Linked DNA regions of Muntiacus reevesi: region 1 is linked to region 2. A link is a contact called in public Hi-C data. All regions are on one chromosome and are shown on one strand. Each heading gives the region's core, a stretch centred on a gene start, on an enhancer-like site or on the middle of the called end of the contact. The rest is flanking DNA. Distances are from core to core; before and after follow the strand shown.

Region 1 (3,468 bases), core at 633-3,132, 850 kb after region 2:
TCAATTTTTCAATCTGAGGCGCAATGAACCTCCACTATAAAAAAAAAAAAAGTGAAGAAAGAAAATAAAAATACACAAAAGAGCAGGGCCACAGTTGAGTCTTGGGGTCACTCCATTAATCTCTGAACTAAGATAAATACAAATATTGTCCTTTTTACTTGGGGAAAAATTCAGGCATTTTATTGGCCCTCTGGATTATTTTTAAGAAACAAAAGAATAATTTGATTGCTATTTGTGAATACAGAATGTGCATCTTTGATCACATGGTAGGGAGGACTATTCTATAAATAATTCCCTTTAAGGATTCAAACAGGGAATCCATAAAACAATTTGAAAACTTGATTCAGTACCAGAAAGTTACTTTGGATTTCCATATTTGTTCCGTGGGTTTCAGATTTAAAAATTCAAGAAAAGTAGGGATTTTTAAAGGAATCACCAGCAAGGATTTAAGGCTCCTTTCCAAAAGTTTGACTTTATAGATTTCTCTCTAGTATGTCTTCCTCCTCTTAAACATACATATAGTGATCTAAAGGTATAAAACCTAAAACATAGCTTAAATGACTAAACACTAAAAGTTCAAAGGGGAAGAAGCTTAATAATGCCTTTGTAATGAGAATGGTAAAAACATCAATTATAGATTAGGAACTGGACAGCCTTGTTTAAAATGAAGGTAACTATAAAGCCAGAAAAGCCATCCTCCTCCCCTGAGTCAGAGAATTCATAACTTAAGGAGGAACTCCTAGTTGGAAACGAAGTAGGAAGACATTCTTTCATCAATGGGAAGACCTCTGGAAGAGGAAAAATGGTTAAACAGCAACTCACCAGAGAAACCCTGATAACGATTCACAAATTACATCAGTTTACGTCACACATTATACCCCTCCGTATTACCTTAAACAACGAGTAAGCTGGTCAATATAGAAAACATCTTTTTGCCTTTCCTCAATTCCAACGTCAACAGTAATGACCCCACCTCCCGCTTCACAGTTTTGTAAATTGTCCAGACCCTCGAGCTTCTCTCTCATTGTTCACCCCCAAGCTTCTCGGTGCCTGGCACGCAGCCGGCATTCAAAAAATCTCGGGTGAACTGAACAGAGTCGGCAGAGAAATTTCAAGCTGTTGTCTAGGGAGGGGTGAAGCCAGGCTCAGGATAAAGGAATGTTAAGTCTTCCCACTGGACTCCAGCACCACCTTTATTATCCCTATCATGCCTGGGGCCGTGATTTCTGGGTGACTGGGTCCCCCTCGAAGCACTGCTTCCGCTTGTGCAGTCATCTCCTTCCCCTCGCACTAAAACAATACCTTGGCCTCTTGCCAAAATCTGAGCCGCAAGCGACTCTGGCTGTTTATGGCCCGGAATGGGTGCTGCGAGAGGCTTGAGGCTGCTCTGAGTGCTAGCACAGGCCCAAAGGAAGAGAAGAGGCAAAAGCTTTAAAACACTCCCTTCCTCCGCCCCCTCCTTTTTGTCCCAGACACCAAAACAAACGAGCTGATACACGTGTCCCTATGACTCTTGTTTACTATCAAGACTGCACCGTGCACGCACTTCTGGGATACGTAGTCCAACTCGTTCCTCCGACGTGCAATCTCGGAGAGAAACATAGCCAGACCCAGACTACGAACCCACAATCCATTTCGGAGGCAATGTTTGGCTGGGGTCCCGGGAGTCTCGGCAGCAATCCAATCCGAAGCGCTCATCCTGGTGATTGACACCCCGTCTTCCCCAATAAATACAACACAAAAGTCAACACAAGCCCGCCCACCGAGACGGACCACGGTACCACCCAATAGGAAGGAGAAATGAACGAATGGCAGTGCCGCAGGCCAATAAGAAGGCGAAGGAGCAGGGCGGAGGCTCAACCCCCCGGGGGTTTGAGGGGAGGGGGAAGACGAAGCTTGAAAGATTGGTAATGGCGACGGGTTTGGTAAGTAGGAAAGTTTCGGTGGAGGGCTAAGAGCGGCGGCAGGAGCAGTAACGCGCCCCGGGGAGGCCGGCGTCAGTTGGAGAGGGGATACGCGAGTTGCTGGTGGTGTTGTCGCGGCCGGGGTGGCCCGCGCCGGGGCAACTTACACTCCGCGGCGGGTTTGTTGTCTTTCTGTTCGGGAAGGGGTGGGGGTGGGGAAGGGAGGGGCAGGATCCCGAGGGTATCTGGCGACCGGGTGAACTCGGGTCGGCTCTCCTCTTCCTGACGGCGGGGGCAGTTAACCGTCCGATACCGGCCTGCGGCGAACCCACCGGACTGGCGCTTCCCGCGAGCTCACCTGGGCTTCGCGTTGGCGCGGTCCGTGGGGGTCTTGGGGCGGGGGCTTGGGAGGCGTCGGCGAGGACGGCGCTCTGGGCCGGGTGGCGCGGTGGGTGGCCGGGCCGGGTGAGGAGATGGGGCGGGCCTGAGCGGGGGGAAGGGGGCCGACGCGACTCTGGGGCTGCCCAGGAAAGTTTGACTTCAACTCCCCGCGAGTGGGCGGAGGGTCGGAGGTTGGCCCGGGGTGGGCGGCCGGCCGCGGGTGGAGGACTCCTGTGAGGCGCCGCCTCTTTGGGGGCCGAGAGGGGCTCGGGCCGAACTGGGAAGCTCGCGGAGCCCTTGGGCCCCGGGGCTCATTGTTACGCAGTTCGAATGAATGGACTCCTTGGCGCCTGCGCGGTGGAGTTGAGCCGAGGGGAAAAACAAGCCTGGAGTCCAGGCTGCGGTCACATGATGGGGGGAGGGGAGGGGAACGCTATGAATGGCGAAAGAGGGTGGGGGATGGACTTGGCGTGAACCGGGAGGCACTGCCTCTGTGTGACCGAGATCGAGGCTTGGCAGGCGGTTTCAGTCTCCGCCTTCCAGCCTATGCTGCTGCCCCAGGCGGATTAAAACAAAAAAGACAACTAGCGAAATCGACTGTCGGGGCCGGGTTTTTGTAGTTCCTTCAAACGCTGCCTGCTGTCTAGGGGAGTTCGCTCGCCGCCGTGCATTCTTTTGAACACATCACCTAGAGTGAATTCTTTAGTAGGAGTTTTCAGCAAGAATCTTTTGTAAAGGGAGCTCTGACTGCGGGGAAACACTCGAGAGTCTTTAATTCTGGGAGCCAATGATGCTAAAGGGAGGAGGTTAAAAGTCAGTTGTGTATATACCAGGAAGTGTTGGAGTCCTACCAGCAATTCCGACTGAGTGTATAGATTTATTTCCCTCTAACTAGCAGTAACAGGTGATTCCTAACAATGATTTAGTGAAATTAAAGTTACTTTTGGATAATTAGAATAGTTGTAACATTTGTAAATATTTTCCTATTTCTTTCTATTGATAATGATCTACATTTGTGATGTACTGCTAGTTCTTTCAGTCTCTGCTTTTTGTTGTTACTGTTTCTGCTGTTTTCCGATTTAACTTGCTGAGTACTAGGGTCAACTGTTGAATTTCCACGATTGAACTACTCAGTTCTTGCTGAGTAGGTAATATTTGACACAGTTTTAAGGAAATTTGAATT
Region 2 (3,611 bases), core at 99-2,598:
TTTTGTGAAAGTGGTGTTTTCAGAGTGACATGTCATTTTTCAGGTGTCCTGGATAACAAAGCTTGTTAGCAAAGTATAATCCAGTTTACTTCATATAATGTGGAAACTGAGGGAGGGGATATTTCTCAAATTTCCCTTTAATCACTCTTCCCTTTATTTATGTATGTGAGTTTCAAATAAAATGATCGGGGCACCTATACAAGCAAGCGTCCAAGAGCCATAGTAACAGAACGCTGTGTCCTCTCAACAAGTTCTCTAGGTTAACTACAGTTTTTTAAACTTCTTGTGTTTCACTTTCCTTTTCACAGAAATCACAAAGTGGCTCTAATGGAATACAGGCAGATCGGCCTTTGCAACAGGGGATGAGGAGTGTGAGTGATCACCAGAGGCAAAGGAGTTTGAAACCGAGCCCAATGGAATGGGACGGGGAAGTCGAGCAGGGCTCCCCGGAACAGATAGATAAGGGTCCTCGGCACCCGGGCCACCGGGAGAGGAACGTGGCTGGCTGCTCCGGCAGCCCTACTAGACCTCGCCCACCCCTTCCTCGAGGAGGGACACATCTGCCGACTAAGGGGTGAGCTTGCTTGACTCAGCTACGCGAGGGAAACCCCACTTTTCAAACCTGACTCCCTCTTTCCACGGCGGAATCCCAGGGGCCGTTGCCTAACTGACCTGCTCTCCTCAGGCAAGCCCTAACCAAGGCCGGCCCTACCGGGCCCAGGGCCAAAAGGCCGCACTCCTGGGGAAGGCATGAGCTCACCCAGTGACGCCCCGGCCGTCGGCCCGCTGAGCTGCCCCGAGCCCCGGGCGGCGAGTGCGGGGAACCGGTTCGGGCCCGCCTCAACCCCTCGCCGCACCGCCCCACCACGCACCCCCCCAGGCCCCGCCTCCTGCCGTCCATCCCTCCATCCCTGCTCCATCAGCCTCCTCCCCAACTGCGGCGCCAGCCTCACCTGCCCCATCCCGCCCGCCGCCGCCGCCGCCGCGCCTTCCCTCGGGGCTTCCCCAGCGCCACGACCCCAGCCCGGCCGCCCCCGCCCCGCAGCCTCGCGCTGGTCCCCGACGCACCCTCTTCCTTCCCGAGCCTCTACCTTGTATGAGTCGGTGGCCAAGAGGATATTGAACTCGGTTTCTGCCGCAGCATTCATCTCGGGCGGGAGTGTGGGGGCCGCGCGCCGCGGAGTGCCCGGCGCGGCTGCGAGGAAGGAGAAAAATGGGCTTCACCGCGCTCCGTTGCTTAAGTCACCGATCGGTCGGAGGGGGAGGGTAAGAGGAGGGGGAAAGGGAGCGAGTAGGCGGGGCCAGAGGAGGGAGGTCCCGGGAGCCGTGACGCTGCGAGGGAAGCGGCGGCGGTGGAGCGGCGGCGGAGGCGGAGCGCGCTGGCAATCTAGGGACTCCCGGTGGCCTCCTCACCCCGGCTGCCCGCCCCTGTCCCATCGCTCCGCTGGGGACGCGAGGGGCGGGGTGAGGGCGCGCGTGCGCAGATCGCAGGGGGCGGGGGGGGGTGGTGGAGGACGTGAGGCACGCGCTTTTCTCGGAGACGCCCACACCGGGAAGCCGGAGGCTGAGGGGCCGCCCCGGCCCGTGACCCATGCGCCCGCTTGGCTTTCATTTCACGGCCCTAGGCAGCGGGGCGGGGGCGGGGCCGGGGTGGGGGGCGTTCCCAGCCTCGCCACTCCTGCGATTAGCCGGTTCGCCCGCCCCGCTGGCACCTTCCTATCCTTACCCAGTCCTGGCCCGTTTTCTGAGTCCTCTTGAAGTCACGCCACTGGCTGGGGGCTGAGGAGCCTCCCTCTGTCCGTCTCCCCGTCCCCCTCGCGCAGTTCCTCACCTTTGTCTCTGGCTCGGATTCAGGATCGAGCCTTTTGCCTTCATCCCTCGGTCTCTCCTGGTCCTCCTAACCCTCTTTAAAATCTGAAGAGCTTGCTGAGGAATAAGGGCTGAGGGGTCTGCTTAACCTGAGGAATCGACTCCACTTTCCTCCACCTCTGTGACTGAGCTCTTTGATCCTTTGAGGGTGTTTTGACTTTTCCCGAGAAAATAGCCTGCGCCCAAATTCGGGTGTTGAATTTAGTCCTGACAGATAAATCAGAGGACAAGACCCAGTAAGTCTAGTTTGCCGAGGAGTAATCGGCAACGGGCCACAGTCTTTGACAGGGTGCGAGACTTGTGTCATCGCTGTAATCGCTCAATTTTGGGAAACGGGTTGGCAACCTGCAAATAGAAAAGCAAATGAAACGACGTCGGATGACTTCAGCCAAACGTGGACCATCCGTTTGCGTAGTTCTCATACGCGGTTGCATTTTTGCGTAAAACTGATTTCCTTTGTCCCCATGATTAATAGTTTTTTTTTTTTTTTTTTTTTTAAGATTTAGGTTTTACAAGACACAGGTTACCAGGGGAAAACCAACTTAATAAAAACTGGTACATGAACTTTGCAATTGTCATTCAAGTTAGTGGAAGTCTCATTTTATGGAGGATGGGGGTAGAGGCTGTGAATTGAGAGACATTCATCGTCCAAACACTGAGGCCTCTTCAATTAAAACCAACTTCAGTCCAGACTATGTCTCGGAGTTAGTACAGATTCCTGACAATCGCCTACATCTATAGGGAGATTCAGTAAAGGCAAAGATTACAGACTGGTGAGATATCCCTAGGCACTCACCAAGGTAATGAATAATACTAATGCATTTAGAATTATTTCAACAACAAGGTTTAAAACAAACTCGCCTACATCTATAGGGAGATTCAGTAAAGGCAAAGATTACAGACTGGTGAGATATCCCTAGGCACTCACCAAGGTAATGAATAATACTAATGCATTTAGAATTATTTCAACAACAAGGTTTAAAACAAACGAGGCTTTTTTTGGTAGACCTAACTCATGTTTATTAGGGAAAATTACTTTCAAAACTAATATTAAATTAAAATACTAAAAATTTTATTTGGGGAGATTGTTATTAATACGTTAAAGAGTACAATTCAGAGAAGAAAAATGATCCGTTTTGCTCTTAATTTGGATCTTTTTTTCTTCATTCATTTAAAATTTCTATAACCTATTTTATTTAAATGACAAATGCTTTTTGCTTAGCTTCCTGGAATCCATGTATGTATAACTGACCATTGTTTTATGTATGTGTGTGTGGGGGAATAGAATTCTGATTACAAAGTGGGCTTTGTTTATGGTAGCATAAAATTTAAGCTTCAGTCTTTGAATTGAATTTACAGTTTTAAGGTGAAAAGGCTTAATATCAGTGCAAGTAAATATGCAATTAACATTGCTTGTTAAATGCAGAAACAGCCATAAGGCCTGCACTCGAAGCAGCAACTTGAACACAGTGCAGTCTCCACAGGATAAGAGGAAAATGAAGTCATGTTACCAATAGAAAAATCTCCATTTGTCTAAGGTAGAATTAGGCATCAGCAGTATCAGACTGCTAATGCAGGAAATGTGGGTTCAGTCCCTGGGTCGAAAAGATCCCCTGGAGAAGGAAACGGCAACTCACTCCAGTATTCTTGCCTGGGAAATTTCATGGACAGAGGAACCTGGTTGGCTACAGTCCCTGGGGTCACAAAGAGTTGGACACAACTTAGTGACTAAACAACAACAA

Evidence for each region. Hi-C and Micro-C count contacts between places; a contact is called where the count stands out from the background.
Region 1: a Hi-C map of blood shows a contact between it and region 2, with 4 times the contacts expected there. The contact joins the promoter of HBP1 here to the promoter of NAMPT in region 2. A contact is called at or near these places in 2 of 3 Hi-C or Micro-C datasets (blood and muscle).

Annotation. Positions count from the first base shown.
Region 1 is chr6:45,833,201-45,836,668 of mMunRee1.1, forward strand. It overlaps HBP1 (HMG-box transcription factor 1), which reads left to right and starts at 1,883. Exons shown (of 11, transcript XM_065939838.1): 1 at 1,883-1,925. The coding sequence starts at 1,911.
Region 2 is chr6:44,982,884-44,986,494 of mMunRee1.1, forward strand. NAMPT (nicotinamide phosphoribosyltransferase) reads right to left here and starts at 1,349. Exons shown (of 11, transcript XM_065938655.1): 1 at 1,092-1,349. The coding sequence starts at 1,148.